Regions from separate parts of the Zea mays genome. Here all the other regions are linked to region 1. The links are chromatin contacts, called in public Hi-C maps. All regions are on one chromosome and are shown on one strand. Each heading gives the region's core, a stretch centred on a gene start, on an enhancer-like site or on the middle of the called end of the contact. The rest is flanking DNA. Distances are from core to core; before and after follow the strand shown. Region 1 has its middle 27 kb from the start of LOC100281497. Region 2 holds the start of LOC100193064. Region 3 has its middle 35 kb from the start of LOC100272777.

The links. A called contact is a pair of places that touch in the nucleus more often than the background predicts.
Region 2: a contact with region 1 is called in a Hi-C map of ear, with 2.3 times the contacts expected there. The contact joins the promoter of LOC100193064 here to the enhancer-like site in region 1. A contact is called at or near these places in 3 of 25 Hi-C or Micro-C datasets (ear, leaf and tassel).
Region 3: a contact with region 1 is called in a Hi-C map of endosperm, with 2.2 times the contacts expected there. The contact joins two enhancer-like sites. A contact is called at or near these places in 4 of 25 Hi-C or Micro-C datasets (endosperm, leaf and root tip).

What each region holds. Positions count from the first base shown.
Region 1 is chr9:92,618,670-92,621,369 of Zm-B73-REFERENCE-NAM-5.0, reverse strand. No RefSeq gene overlaps it. Among protein-coding and RNA genes, the nearest start is that of LOC100281497, 27 kb to the right of the region's middle. Within about 2 kb of position 1,284, at least 20 of the 20 cell types and tissues checked have an H3K27ac peak or open chromatin away from gene starts, as enhancers often do. A contact at or near this core is called in ear, endosperm, leaf and 2 more, where this site is marked.
Region 2 is chr9:92,465,028-92,467,930 of Zm-B73-REFERENCE-NAM-5.0, reverse strand. LOC100193064 reads left to right here and starts at 1,532. Exons shown (of 4, transcript NM_001138230.2): 1 at 1,532-1,756. The coding sequence starts at 1,661.
Region 3 is chr9:92,772,304-92,775,003 of Zm-B73-REFERENCE-NAM-5.0, reverse strand. No RefSeq gene overlaps it. Among protein-coding and RNA genes, the nearest start is that of LOC100272777, 35 kb to the left of the region's middle. Within about 2 kb of position 1,378, at least 13 of the 20 cell types and tissues checked have an H3K27ac peak or open chromatin away from gene starts, as enhancers often do. A contact at or near this core is called in endosperm, leaf and root tip, where this site is marked.

The DNA.
Region 1 (2,700 bases), core at 35-2,534:
TACCGGGTCCTTTACCGGACCTTGCTGGACACAGCCTTATGCTACCAACAGATTTTGGGGTCAGTACCAGTATCAGCCTTACCTTCATTCAGGGTTATGCATGTGCTTGGTTTGTGCGATGCACCACCATCTGCATGCTTGTTGTCACAGGGCAGATCTAAAAGGCGAAATAATTCCAGCAGATTTCTGCACAATCTGCTGATCAGAAGGCAGCACCTAGATCAGGTAGGCGCTGGTCGGCACCTGCGCCCCCCAATTGCCATTTGCCAAGGCCAACCATGGCGTGGTTCGCAGGCTGCTTGGAGTTGAGGGCCGCGGGCCGCCGAGGGCAACGGACGTGAAGCCGGCCCGCTGCCCCGCGCCTGCTTCGAGAGCTCCATCGCGCTCGCGCCGCGACGAACGCCTTGCCGAAACACGCTAAAGCGATATCAATCCACGGTTATAGCAAGAGATTGTTAGGGAGTGTTTTTTTTTGTTGTTGTTGTGTTAGCATTTTTTTGAGCGAAAAATGCACGGCGCAACCAAAGTGAAATGCGGTTTCCAGAGGGAAGAGTGGCGCTCACCACGAGACGACCGCGTAGGGGCAGGATGCTGCGACGGTGACGAGTTGATAGGGTTTGGAATTTGGGGGTTTGAAGTTCAAACACATCCTTCCAAGATTTTTGTAAATATAGAAAACAGTAGAGTGGGTTTCGGTAGTATGGATATGAAGTCGTGGTATTCTATAGAAAATAGAATAGAACTGAGACAGGAGAAAAATTGCATGTCTGAAAACGCTCACGCTATCATACACATTGAGCTTATATGAACACACCACCATGAACGTCGTGACTTCTCCGTCCTCCACCGTGGACTGAGTGTGATGGTCGCCGCCTCCTCGGAACTCGGAAGGAGTTGAAAATTGAAAAAAAATGTATATCTATTAGTCCTTTTATTTTTGACATTATTTTTAAACTGACTAATAATTAGACCACGTACTACGCTGCTATTATCAAACCGTCCTCCCGCTGGCGTGCCGGATGCCGACAGATAGCAGAAGCACGCGCCGCCAGCGAAGCGGAGAAGCGCGCATCCTTCCTCGCTGGCAGGACGGGCGGAGGCGGACGCACCCATCCAGTCAGTCAACCTAGCGACGCCACCTGTGGGGGCTGTCACGCGGCTCTCATCGTCAGTTCTGCACTGCACTTGTTGAAAACGTGTGCTTCGGGGGAAGGGAAGCACAGCAGTCGCGCTGGCAGGGACATGGTCGTGTGGTGCGGGCTCGGCGCACGTTGCGACGAGGAGGGGCCAGGGCCAGAGAGCCAGAGCCAGAGGAACTCGCGGCGGCGGGTTGGTTGGTGCGGTCTAGGTGAGAGTTGGTTGGCTGATACCCGTCTGCCTCCGTGCATATTCGCTGCCGTCTGCTCGGGAGACTCGCGTTTGCGTATACAACTCTACTATCACCTCACCTATCGGAAGTATGCAAGCCACTACTAGTACTCGCAGAGGCCAGATCGGTGACCTAGCTAGACTCTAGAGAAAAAAAAAGGGCCATTTTGTTTGAGGAAAAAAAATGTTAGACGCGACTAATGAGAAGAAGAAGAAAAAACTCGTTCTCAATGCCCGCACGTGCCCAGATCAGACCACTCCACGTATATTGGCCGGGGCGTGTGGCGCGAGTGCAACCACGGGTTGCTCTATCTGCTGTGTGGTAGTAGGCTGGTAGCCAGCCCCTGCGCCTGGCTACCTAGCGTTAGCATGGGCGCAGCGTGCACAGCCTATATAATAAATGCAAACCGTTCTCAAGTTGACATTTTTTTTGTAGTATCAAAATTTTTCCCCCCCTGACCGGTTTCATTTGATTTGCTGCCGCTCATAAATTCGCACCCTGCTTCGCTGAAAAATACACGCGTGCCGTCCGTCCGTCAGTCAGTCAGAGAACAGTCGTGGCCTCAGGAGCCAAAGCCGGCTTTGGTTTCTTCTACAAGCACAGAGCAGCTGATAGCCCCTGCTTCGTCTGGTTGCTTCGACAAATCCAGGGCCGGCCGAGGGAGGAAAAAAAGCAGCAGCAGCGGCAGCATCCGTTGGCTTTCACGATCACACGCGCGGCGCGCCTGGCCTGGCCGGACGCGTTTAATCGCTGGGCTCGTTCCTTCGCTTTCCTCCCATCCTCGCCCCGTCGCCCGTCCGTCCCTGCGACCCGTAACCACTCGCAAAATACGGCAAACGTGGACCGGTATCGCGCATCTGAACATGACATGCATGAGGCGCGCCGATCACAGCAGCAACGTCAGACAGAGCAAAACACGTCGTCGTCATCCATCTCGATCGGTCTCGTCTCGTCTCGCTGCTGCTGCTTACTCCAGTACGTCCACGCACACGTATATCAGCATCTCGCTGCTGCCGCGGGAGACGAGACGGTCGCCGCACAGGAACGCGCGTGAGGGTCGCGCCCGCCCGCCCGCCCGCTTTAGCTTCGTCGTAGTAGTAGTAATTGGGGCGGCACCGGTACCCGTTGCTTTTTCCGCGTGCCGTAACTGCGCGCTCGGTCGCCCCACCGATCCATCATCGTGTGTACAGTGTCAGGTCGTTGAGGAGCAAACGGATGACACCGCGTAACGTGACGTGACGTGATGTGCCATTCACTCAAGGTTGGGTGGTGGTTTTGTCGCCGGCAAGAAGAAGATCGTCGGAGTTATTCATCACCACAAGAAAGAAAAA
Region 2 (2,903 bases), core at 283-2,782, 150 kb after region 1:
TGAGTGCAACCCTTGACCAAAGGAGGTCACCATAATGTGGAGTAGGAATTGGCCGAAACACGGGATAAAATCACCGTGTCACTTGTGCGTTTCTTTATTGTGATTATTTTCTTCCATAGAGTTCTCACATATTCACTTGTGTTATTGTTTCCAAGTTTGATACATATCTTAAAGGAACAATCAAGTGAAGAGTTCTCTTGTTCTCTCTATCTCTATTCATCTCAACTTGATTTTGGTTCTACTAACACTTATTATAAACCAAGTTTGTCTTGTTTAGAGTTAATTTTTGCAGGATCACCTATTCACCCCCATCTAGGTGCTCTCAGGTGCTCTCTATGGAGGCGCGGACGGTCCACGACACAAGGCCAGATGGTCCGTGACCTAGGCATAGGAGTGGCTCCTCCTCTGTGTTCATCCGGACGGGCCATGCCTAGGGCTTGGACGTTCTGCGATGGCGCATAGAGTCGTCTTCTTCGCAGCAGACCTAGATCTCGCCTCCAGGGAGGGACCCCGTCGAGGAGGAGAGATCCTAGGGTGTGTCTTGGCATCGACAGCCCACCCAAGACGCCTCTAGTCGACGTAGAGCCGAAGAGAGGTGAAGATTCGAGGTAGAAGAAGGCTAAACTAGGGCTAAACTAAAGCTACTCCTAATGCATAAGGTAAAAACGATAAGTAGAATTGATTGGATCGATTGTGGGGGTTCAATCGACTGTAACCCTTCATCTATGTATAAAGGGAGGAGGTCTAGACCTGTTATAAGTCGGTTCTCGAGTTAATCCCGCTAGAAATCCGGAACCCTAACTGATTTTACGCATGAGCAGACCGTCCGCCTACCCATCTTGGGGCTTAACACTATTGTGCCCTTTTCAGCCGTGGTTCCACGCCGCCATACTCGACTGCCATGGGAAGGCTCCGTCGCCGCCTCATGCTTTAGCCATGCAATACAAATGCAAGGCCCGAGCCCAAGCCGGAGCTTCGACCCTTGCCACCGCATCTGCTCCACACGTACTGACGCACACATATTCGCATGAACCCCCCTATCCACAGTCGTGCCCCGAGATAACATCATAACACCGACCCACCAATCGACAGCATGAGCCCCTCAAACTGGAATCTCGCATTACACGAAGATCGGTTTCGATGGAGAATTTATTTAGAATTATCATATTATATACAATAAAATTATAGATAAAACTTTTTTAATAAAAAATCATTTTATATTATTTAGATATTTAATTTTATGAATTTGTAAGTAGTTGATAACCATGTCAAAAGAATTTAAAACTAAAAATTATTTCCTTTTAAAAAATGTCGCTGCGTTATAAAAAAATGTTTATATAATACTCTATCATTTTTTATCATTGTTTAGTTGAAAAATAAACTAGTGGACGACAAATATTAGTTAATATTATTAGTCAAATACTACCTCTATGTTTTTTATTTGACCCTCACAAAACTCAAATAAAAAATCCAAGAGAGTACAGCCTAACAGCACCCACGAATTTACCCAAACGCCCCTGTGGTGCCGCTCGTTTTCTCTTCGCCTTTTCCTCCCCTACTTTTTCCTGCTACTGTTCACGCTCTACAGTACGGAGGCTCCTACGTGCAGGTAGCTCCCAGGACCAGATCCGAACCCTAACCCTAGCCAATTTGGTCGGTGATGGAAGAGCACGTGCCTCGAGGCGGCGGCGGCGGGAGGCCCCCGATCCCGGCGGCGGCGGCGAGGAAGCCGGCGCTCGCGCGGCACTCCTCTTTTGTAAGTCCGCTCTCCTGAATCTGGCTTCCTCCGCGATTAGCAAGATGACTTGCCTGATCTGCGCGAAAGTTGGCAGCTTTTGTGTCACGGGCGGCTTGATTAAAATGCTTAACCTGTGTTGTTTGGTGTGGCTGCTGCCGCCTCAGCTGCGTGCCGCGAGACGATTGTGCCAAGGCGCTAGGATTTGCACTGGTGTGATGGATGGGACGGGTTGTCCTGGGTTTGGGAGGTGAGAAAAGGAGGGGGAGGGAAAAGAGGGCGCTGAAGCTCCTGGTACATCCTTGTTTGTACTAGAGTACTGGTAGGAAGAGGGGCAAGACGCTTGGAGCCATGCGGTATATGTGGATGCACGCAATTGGTTCGGAGTCTGGAAAAGCAATTATAATTGATTGTGATCCGGGGGTGTTTTGAAAAGGCTGCTTTGGATTAAATGAAATGATAGGTCATATTATCGAATGGAAGTATGGAACAAAGTATGCTGGCAGGGAACATTCCAGAATGTTTGTGCGAAGCAAAAATTGGCTTGGTACCTGATGCTTCCCTAGTTTTCTTGTCGTGTATAATTTATTGCAGACACATGTACATGGTAATGGACATGAATACATAATGATGTAACTTTTCGTGACTTGGGGTTTTTGTTCTGGTAAAGATCATTGTTTTAGCATGCCTCGTGGTGAAAAGGTTGGGTGGTTCGAGTACATGGAAAGAGGGCATAATTGAACTGTTAATCCAGTACTTATATGTCATGAAAAGTCCCCCCACTCCCTGTTCTGGCCTCATGCTCCCCCACCCCACCCCACAAGAACATTATTCAAAGTTCTGTCATTTGTTTGCTACTCTGCTTTATATATTGGTTGATCAATAAATTTCTCCAGTCCTGCACAGTTGGAAAATGAAAACCCCTAAACTAGTTTTAAACTCCACCATCGAATGGTTTTATTTTTCAAAAAGCTCATGAAGCGGGAAGAAGCTATTGACATGCCAGAACCGTGACTAGGGGCTCATGTGGGGTTTCACTCTAGCCTACCCCAATTTACTTGGGACCGAAAGGCTTTGTTGTTGTTGTAAAGATCATAAAGCAAATTTTGGAAGCAGAAGCTGATAGGTTTTGGTTTTGATCTCATAGATCTACTAGGTGCCTGGTTTT
Region 3 (2,700 bases), core at 129-2,628, 150 kb before region 1:
CGTATCCGACCTAAGGAATTTGGGTATTTGCCGGGTACCTGTGATTTCGTATGTGACCCGTATGTGTTTGGTTTAAGGTTAAAGTAGGATGAGACGGGGACGACACCGTCTGCTTGATTTTTTGGGACCACACCGCCACCAAAAATTGCTCCGATGTTCACCTCACCCATGCGTGACTTTCATCCAAACATCATGGAAAATGTGACCGTCTATTTCTATCATTTCTTATATCTACAACCAAACATAGTCTTAAGACTTATTTGGTTCAGTTTTTTTCTGATCAGCTTTTCTGATAATCTGTCTGTAGAGAGAATATGTATGTAGGAAAAATCTGAGCATCGCCTGAATTACATGTGAAGGAAGATAAAGTGATCCAAAGTGTTCAAAATCTAGAAAACGATGGATTCCTATTATCATGACGACTCGACCGATTCAGTGTTCATGTTAATTTTAGATGGTTTTTACTAAGACGATTCTTATAGAAACGAACTGAAAAACTGTGGTATTTGGTAGTTCGCAATAGTTTTTGTTTTTGATGTCAGAAGCTGAAAAAAGCCCAAACGCCTTTAGTTGGCTCGCCCGTCCCGAGCCAATCTGTGACCTGAAAAAGGAGAAAGGTTCTAGAATCTTAGCCACCACGAGAGAACAATGTGCTAATAAACAAACAATGGCAAACTGCTCAAGTTCACCTACCACGCCTGCGTTTACCGGCACGTACAACCTGCTGCTGAAGAAAAGCTGCGTCCCCGATTACCTACGTGGTGTTTGTTTCACCGGGTTGCTTAGGGATCACTTGCAAATTTCACTCTTTTTATACCAGCGAACGGGGATCCCTGCCGCCTGCCGGCTTCTTCTTAAAAAAAAGGATGATAAGGCCGGCCCTGAAGGGAAGGTGAGGTGTGGTGCTCGGCCATTTTCCTCCAAGCAACTAACCACTGACGCAATGGTTGCGCCTTCAGGCCACGCGGCCACAAGAGGGGAGACGAAAACGGTTTTTTTATAAGTTCCCTTAACAGAGAAGATACGGGAGCAAAAATCGCGAAGCTTTTGAGGACCTCTCTCGTCTAGTCTGATGAAGTCCGTCCTCCGTCCAGCTCTGGTCCAGAGCGTCGAGCGTGCCTTTGACGGGCTCCACAGCGTGCACTCCACTGCTTCGCCGGGAGAAACTATTCGCTCCGAACCAATTGGCCGCGCAAGTCAGATGGCGGATGCGTTGGTGATTGGCTCCAGCTTTTGCTTCCAGAAACACACACGCACGCTGCCACGCAGGTGCATTTTGACAAATTGTCTAGCCGGTGCACACGCGGTTATACCGTTTCAAACGTAGTATGCAAAATTGAAATTCAATGCACACGCGCTTGGCTTGGTGCTTGAACCGGAGCGCCAGCTCTGCAGTGCTAGTAGTACCGCGCCTGCGACCTACCAATGAGGCAAGCAAGTACGAGATCATTTTGGCATACTTTATATATATATAAAAAATCACAAAATCAAAGGTTAGAGAAAGAGATGTTAGGGTTCGGTGCTTTTGCAACTGTTGCTGCTTTGTCAGTAGAGTGTAAGTTTTGTACGGCTTTGTCCAGCCGGTATTTATTATCAAGCAGTAGCGGAGCATCGTAAAATTGATGCCCCGTTGTATGCTCACCCTTTATCATTTGGCTACTTGGAATGTCCCTTACTCATATACATCCATTTGATTATACTGATATATGATATGGGCAAAATTCCAGTGAGCACTACCGTGACAAAATTTCAGTTGCAAAATACCTTTTGAGCATTTCATTAACAAGATTACATTTGAACAGTCTATACAATCTAGGAATTAGAACTCTAATTTTATAGTATGACAATCTGCATGATTTCAACTATTATGATTTATAGAACATTTGATAGCATCAATATATTTTATGCAACGTTTGCTACTCCTGTATAATTCATACAACGGTTCCTTGTACCTGCACTTATAGAACAGTAGCCATCAACGATCACGAGCTGTCAAGGGGCGAACGATGTGGTGTGAATCCATGGAGGGCGTAGACCGCTGACCGCAGGGAGGTCACAGTTGTCGGATCCATGGAGTGGAGCATGGAGGTGGAGGCATAGACTGGAGGCCGTAGTGCGAAGGCGCCGCCACCGGTACCTCGGTCTAGGAGACAAGAAGGCCGAAGACGTGGACTGGAGCTAGGCAGGGCGTGAGGGATTGGGCCAATGGGGAAGCCAGGAGACCACGAGGCGCCAGAACGAATCAGGAGTGGAAGGGGATATTATGCCCGTGGACTAGATTATTTGGGCTAAAATTATCCTAGATATAAGAAGATTTCTAGGCTGCGTCCCGGGCCATGGCCTAGGTGACCCGGGGCCCAAATCCGCCCTTGTTATCAAGTGAGGGCCCATTTCATTTGTACGGGATTGGACCAAGATTTGTTCCAACTCATCCAAACTTATATAAACTATAGAAGCGATACTCTAGGAATCGTTCCGGGTCTTCAATCCGTGAAAGCCGAACAGGGCCTGCCAGTGGAGCAACTCATTACATTCCACAAACTAAACAAAGAAAAAGTGAGGAGTGAGAAGATAATGGACGAACTTATTGCTTAAACCAAACACCCTATAAGTCTCGTACAAGACTTTGACTAAAATCTTAACTCAAATTAAATAGGTGGCTTATGTGTGTACCTATTTTGAATTTGAGAGAAATGAAGG